Linked DNA regions of Macaca mulatta: region 1 is linked to region 2. Evidence: chromatin contacts called from public Hi-C data. All regions are on one chromosome and are shown on one strand. The core of a region is the stretch at or near the end of the contact, and the rest is flanking DNA. Distances in the headings are between cores, read along the strand shown.

The links. Hi-C and Micro-C count contacts between places; a contact is called where the count stands out from the background.
Region 1: a Hi-C map of fetal cortex germinal zone shows a contact between it and region 2, with 3 times the contacts expected there. The contact joins the promoter of PYM1 here to the promoter of DNAJC14 in region 2. A contact is called at or near these places in 3 of 14 Hi-C or Micro-C datasets (cortical neurons, fetal cortex germinal zone and fetal cortical plate).

The regions. Positions count from the first base shown.
Region 1 is chr11:63,071,650-63,074,762 of T2T-MMU8v2.0, forward strand. PYM1 (PYM homolog 1, exon junction complex associated factor) reads right to left here and starts at 1,731. Exons shown (of 3, transcript NM_001257874.1): 1 at 1,691-1,731. The coding sequence starts at 1,724.
Region 2 is chr11:62,983,863-62,986,881 of T2T-MMU8v2.0, forward strand. DNAJC14 (DnaJ heat shock protein family (Hsp40) member C14) reads right to left here and starts at 1,770. Exons shown (of 7, transcript XM_015151920.3): 1 at 1,668-1,770. It overlaps LOC707807, which reads left to right and starts at 694. Exons shown (of 6, transcript XM_077953097.1): 1 at 694-1,382; 2 at 2,135-2,354. The coding sequence starts at 694.

The DNA of each region.
Region 1 (3,113 bases), core at 481-2,980, 88 kb after region 2:
GGAGCACCTGAAGAAAAAGTGGTGTCCTAGATGAGATCCAGGTTGTAGTGATTCTGATGTGCAACTGGTTTGAAAATACAAAGCAAAGTCGACCGTCTCATGCTGAGGAACTATGAGATCAGAGTATTCCAATGGTGCTGGAGACACTGAAAATGACAGCAAGAAAAAGAGGAGAGAAAAAAATATGCAATAGGTCTGGGTCCTTGTGGGCAGTAAATGATGACACTAAAGTTTTACAGAAACTGCTATAATTGCATGGCAATACCTTCCATGAGGATTAGTGACAGTGGTAGATCAACGATCTGGACATAGTAAAGGAAAACAAAAAAGCAGTTTATTCCTTCTTCTCTTCCACATAGTCACTAAAAACAGAAAACAGCTTTTAGTGGCAAGGTAGGGTGAGATGTCATACCTGGATTTTCACGGAGTCAGGGTAAAGAAAATGATTAAGAGTAAAGAGAAATATACTGGATAAGTAGTATTTTCAAAGCACACATTAAAAATTGGTAATTCATGAAGGAGCTACTGGGTAGAGAACAGAAGGAAAGAGGTAGTACCACTTTTAAATTGTGAGGTTGGGGAGAAGTAGCAGCAACCTGGGTTGTCATCAGGTACCATAAGACAGGTGGAAGAGGTGTAAGGAACATGGAAAGCAGCAGAGCAAGAAGCAAAATGGCACATTTTAAAACAGACCGTGTGTACCAAGGCACAGGCACAGTGTTGCTTCTACAGACTACACATATGAGGGCTACAAAAACAGAAACACTTTGCACTTGCACAGCATTTTGTAAATTGCTTTCACATATATTATTTGATCATCATTGAGTAGCTATTACTACTACGCATATTTTTCTAAAGATGAGGTCATTAGGAAGGGACAAAACCAAGATAAAAGCTGTGATTCTCCGTTTCCAACACATACACCTCACATACACAGCAGACACTTCAGCATCTCGACCAGCCAGGCTGGAAATTCTTTAGCCAGAAGGAAGAGTGGGTTTTATTCACTTGTCAAAGGGCTTCGGAGAAAAGCCACTAGACACTTTCCTGTTTGCCTCTTCCCACCTTAGACCCCTCAATTTCTATCACCATCACAGGATAAGATAGCGAAGGGTGGCTCCATCAGGGAGAAAACTCAAGCTGAAAGTTATATTAGGGTCCTCTTCCCTTCACACCTCTAAACCTCAGTGACCCAACAGATGAAGATAAGGGAGAGGAAAAAGTACTATGTAGAAACGAGAAGGTCTTCAGCAAATACCGCTTCGAGAAAAATAATGAAAATGGGACTGAGGTAGGGCAGAAAGCAAGTATAGCTGAGATGGGGGAGGGGAAAAGTAGGAGGGCAGGAATTGGAGGGAACTGAGAGTGTAGGAGTCCCCAAGGCTGAAAAACCTATAAGAGATATGAGTGCTCCAACTGCTGGAGAAAAGCTAAGGGCCCGTGAGGGTCCTGAAGCAGGGACCAGCACTGAAGGACCCCAGGGTTTGGGTGACCGGAAGCAGAGACCCCCAAACACGAGACCAGAAGGGGGCGCAGGAGACACCCCGCAGGAGAGAATGAATGGGGAAGGCGGTCCGGGGGGCGGGGCAAAGGAGGGGCCCCGGGATGGGCGGGGCACAGACCCCTTTCCAAGTCCGAACCCCTGCCCCGAGAGCCCGGGGAGAAGCGGCTCCGCGCCTCCCGCACTCACCGCCGGTCTCGTCAGTAACATAGGGAGTCGCCATCTTGAAAACGCAAACCACTTCCGGCGTGAGCGGGCTGGGGTCCCGCCCCCCTCCCCACCGGAAGTGGAGTCCCGATCGTAGCAAGCCACCATCTTAGTCTTAAAGGGAGAGTGCACCATTTCATGGGCGGAGGTGGAGGAGGAGGAAGAGGGGAGAAGCTGAAATAGTTAATAAAATAAAGCCGTGGGCTCTTTTACTGCCACCGATACCATTATTGAGCGCTTGCTGCCTGTAAAACAGTCCTCGGGGAGCCAAGAGAAGTTCCGAGGCACAGTCCCTCTCATCCCAGGAACTCCTCGTATGTCCACGACCTGCGAGGGAAAAGGGCGTAGGGCCCACCTGCACCCAAAAAGGGGGCCTTATAAATGAAGAAAGGAAGACTATCCAGGCTTTGGCCTGCACCCAGACCTGAGAGCAGCTTGGTGACGTGGAGCAGACAAACTCCAGGAACGCACTGGGGCGCACAAGTGTTTCTGGGGACGGTTGGAAGACCCCATGTAACCCTCTCTAAGAAGGTGGGGAGGTCGAATTCGCGTGCCGATTGCTGTCGGCCGCCCCACTCAACCTCCAGAGACCCGCGGGAGGGGCGTGCAAGGCGGAGAGCGCCACGGGTCGGTCACCTGTCTCCGTAGCCGCAGGGTTGCCGGCAGCTTCCATGGCTGAAGAGGCAGCTGGCCAGGTTGGGCGGGCGGCCCTGGCCTGGCTCTGCCCCGCTGGGCGGCGCCGGAGATTCGGCGGCGAAGTGATGAGGGCCCTACTTGCTTCTCTCCCAGACCTCCTAACCCTGAGTGCCTCCTTGGATTGGGCCCTAGGGTCAGAGGGCAGGGTAAAGGCTTCTGGGCGGACCTACCTAGTATTCTAATTAAACTCGTCCAACCGCTGAGGATCTAAAGCGGGGCAGCTCGTCAATAATCCGGTCCCGCAGGGTCACTCCATTTGTAGTCCTCCCCTGCCCCGTACCTCCCTATTCAGACGAACCCAAATGCTCTTTCCTCCGCCGCCCATTTCAGCAACTGTTGTTCCTTCAGGGCTAAGTTCTGTTAAACTTGTTTCCCCTACAGCCTGGGAGGGGCCCGACTGCAGGTTCTTCTCCTCAGGTGTCAACTCTGCCCTGCTCCACCCTTATATAGCTTTTTCCTTATCAATCCTTTTACCTTCCTCCATATGTCCCCACTTTGACTTAGTTTAATATCCAGCAGTACCCCTGGAACCAGGAAGGAGGGAGGAGGTAAATATTGGTGATTACCTCTTACACTAGGCAGCATGTCCCATTTAAAAAACAAAACTAAAGCCGGGCACGGTGGCTCAGGCCTGTAATCCCAGCACTTTGGGAGGCCAAGGCGGGTGGATCACGAGGTCAGGAGTTCAAGACCAACCTGGCCAAGACGG
Region 2 (3,019 bases), core at 520-3,019:
ATAGGGGGCCATAGACTGCCAGTAAAGGGTGGGGGCCGTGCGGCCCTGGAGGAAAATCTGGGGGCGGAGCTTAGGGCTGCCCCTAAGAAAGACTACCAGGGAACCCACCGGCTGTGTAGAAGGGACGAAGGTGGCCGGGCACGGTGGCTCACGCCTATACTCCCAGCACTTTGGGAAGCCGAGGCGGGCGGATCACGAGGTCAGGAGTTGGAGACCAGCCTGACCAATATGGTGAAACTCCGTCTCTATTAAAAATACAAAAATTAGCCAAGCGTGGTGGCGCGCACCTGTAGTCCCAGCTACCCGGGAGGCTGAGACAGAAGAATCGCTTGAACCCGGAAGGTGGAGGTTGCAGTGAGCCGACATCGTTCCACTGTACTCCAGCCTGGGCGACAGAGCGAGACTCCATCTCAAAAACAAGCAAGCAAACAAACAAAAAAAATAAAAACAAAAAAAAACGGACGTACCGAAGAACGGCGGTAACTCCTCCCCCTCGAGCCGCCCGGCCTGGGGCCAGGGTGAGCTACGAGAGCCGCTCTCCCGGCTCCGCCTCCCGCTCACGCTCTGCTTCCGCCTTCCGTCCCCGCCGCCGCCGCCGACCTGGGCCTACTTCCACTTCCGGGGTCACCAGGGAAGAGACGGGAAGGAAAAGAAATAGTGGTTGGCTGAGAGGCGAGCCAGTCCAGCTAGTGCTGCGTCGACTCCAAGGAGGCGGTCCTAAGGAAGTACTGGCTCCGCCATTTAAAGACCCCTGCCTCCGCGTGTGGGAATAGGATTCCCGCAGGTTGCACCGCTGGAAGCAAGGCAAGTGGGCTCTGCACCAATGCCTGCAGACTAAGGGCAGACTCTCAGGGTTGCTCTGGGTGTATTCCTGGGAGATGGAGGGCAGCCACCGAGCCTCACGTAGTCTGTTTCCCTTGCAGACCAAACCGGGGAGCTCAGAAGAGTCACTGCCCTGATCCCTTCCGTGCTGGCAGCTGCGAGGACAGAGGCCCCTTTGTATCCTGCGGTGCGGAGGTGGAGCAGAGGAGAGGGTGCCCCGGACTGGCCCCCACCCTCGCCCTGCAGCGCTGCCCCTCCTTTCACAGCAACCCACGGCCTCCCCCTCGCTTGACCCAGCTGGCGAGCTGCCCCTTATACCTGGATCCTCCCCTTGGGACGCAGCTCCCCTGGCCCGATCACCGAGCGGTGCCTAGGAACTGGGAGCGTAACTCAGCTCGGCTCAGAACCTTACCCGAGAGCCAAAGAATACTGAACTCATCTACATGCTGCTTGACATCTTATCTGCATACCAAGCTATTTGGTGGACGTCCACATGCGCCCCCGACTCCCGTTCCGTCGGTGCCCTCCTCTGCACACGGCTCTAGCCTTATACCTCTCCTGTCAGTGCCCCTTCCAGGCCCCGTCTTGATCCGAAAGTTTTTCCACCCATGAACCCCCCGCTGGCTCTCCCAGCCTAGCAAAAGCCCCTTCCCTGGGTCCACGATCCCGACCACCCGGCTCTCCAGAAGACAATACTCCAATTCTCTGGGAAGTGGAAGAAACCAAAGCTGGAGCTAGGGGGGCGCTGGGACCCCTATTGGGGCTTTGAGAGCTTCCGGTTGTCATCTCCTAAGTATTCGGAGACCCTTCTCCAAAACTCTTGGGGTGACTCTCAAGACTCTTACCTGCTATATAGTTGGGGGTCTCTGGTCCTGGACTAGAGTAGTAGGCAACCTGGGTCCCCACACACACAGGGGAAAGAGTTGGAGGGGCCTGCCTTGTGATGTCACCCCCCTCCACCCACCGCGGGCGCGCGCGCTCGGGCGCGCGCGCGCGCGCACACACACACACACACACACACACACACACACACACACAGACAAACACACACGCCCTGTCCCCTTTCTCTACCCCCCCCCCCAGCTAGTTGCATTTAGCTCACAGAGCCTGGGCTGCGACTTGAAAGAGTTTAGGCAGCAACAAACAGAGTGGCCCTGGGGGTGCCCTCGACCGACAGCCGACCCTTCGGCGTCTAGGACCTCCGAGCGGGGATGCAGCTGGGGGTCTAGGGAAGCACTTCCACCCCCTCCTCCTCAACCCTGGCAGGGTAGTGAGTAGTTAACATCCCCTCCCCAACCCCCATCTTGTTCAGGGTCCCCAGACTTCCAAGCAGATTGAGGAGAGGAGCTCCGAGAGCCAACCCTCCAGCCTGTAAGGACCTTGATATCCAAAGGACAGCTGAAGGAAGTAAAGCGCCTGCATTTATGCCACTTCATTCCCACAGTGCCCGAAATGCCAGCTCCTCCTTGGTGTTCTCCTTTCAGGATCTGAATTCAAATCCCATTGGCAGCCCTGATACCGCTGGGGGAAGGGTAAGGTAGGAAAATTCCCACCAGTATCCTAAGGGGAGGTGCGAGTGGCTACCAGGATGTGAGATGTCTGTGGGCAAAATCCTTGCTTATTCCATGAGGGGCTGTGGGATTAGGACTGTGGCTGGATGCCCCTTCCTCCAACAACTCCATCTCAGCATGAAGCTGAGGCTTTAAAACCCTGACAAACTGTGGGTGTGTCTCATACTTAATTCCTCCTTCCAAACTCTTGGTGTCTGGTTTTTTCCCTCTTTCTGCCCTGTGGCTGGAGGAGCTGTCCAGAGACCCTACCATGACTCATACTGTCCTGGTCTCCCTCCCTCTCCCCTCTCTATTAACCTCACCCTTCCCAATCTCGTGGGATAGTATTAAGTCCCAATCGCAGATAGGGCAATAATGTCCCTGCACCCCTCCCTCCACACATCCAGGGCTTCCTGTTCCTTCCATCCTCACCCTGAAGAGCTGCAGGGTGGTGGGGGCAGGCAAAGGCTCATTACTTTGTAAGATTTTCATTATTTTATAAGATTTCCTTTTACATTTTACTTAAGTGTCCTTGTTTCAGAGAGTGGTAAAGACAGATCCTACTCCTCTCAATCCAATCCTATAGATTTCTTCAGTTACCTCAACAGGGTCATACTGGCTTCTGAAATGGGTACCATTATTTAAAG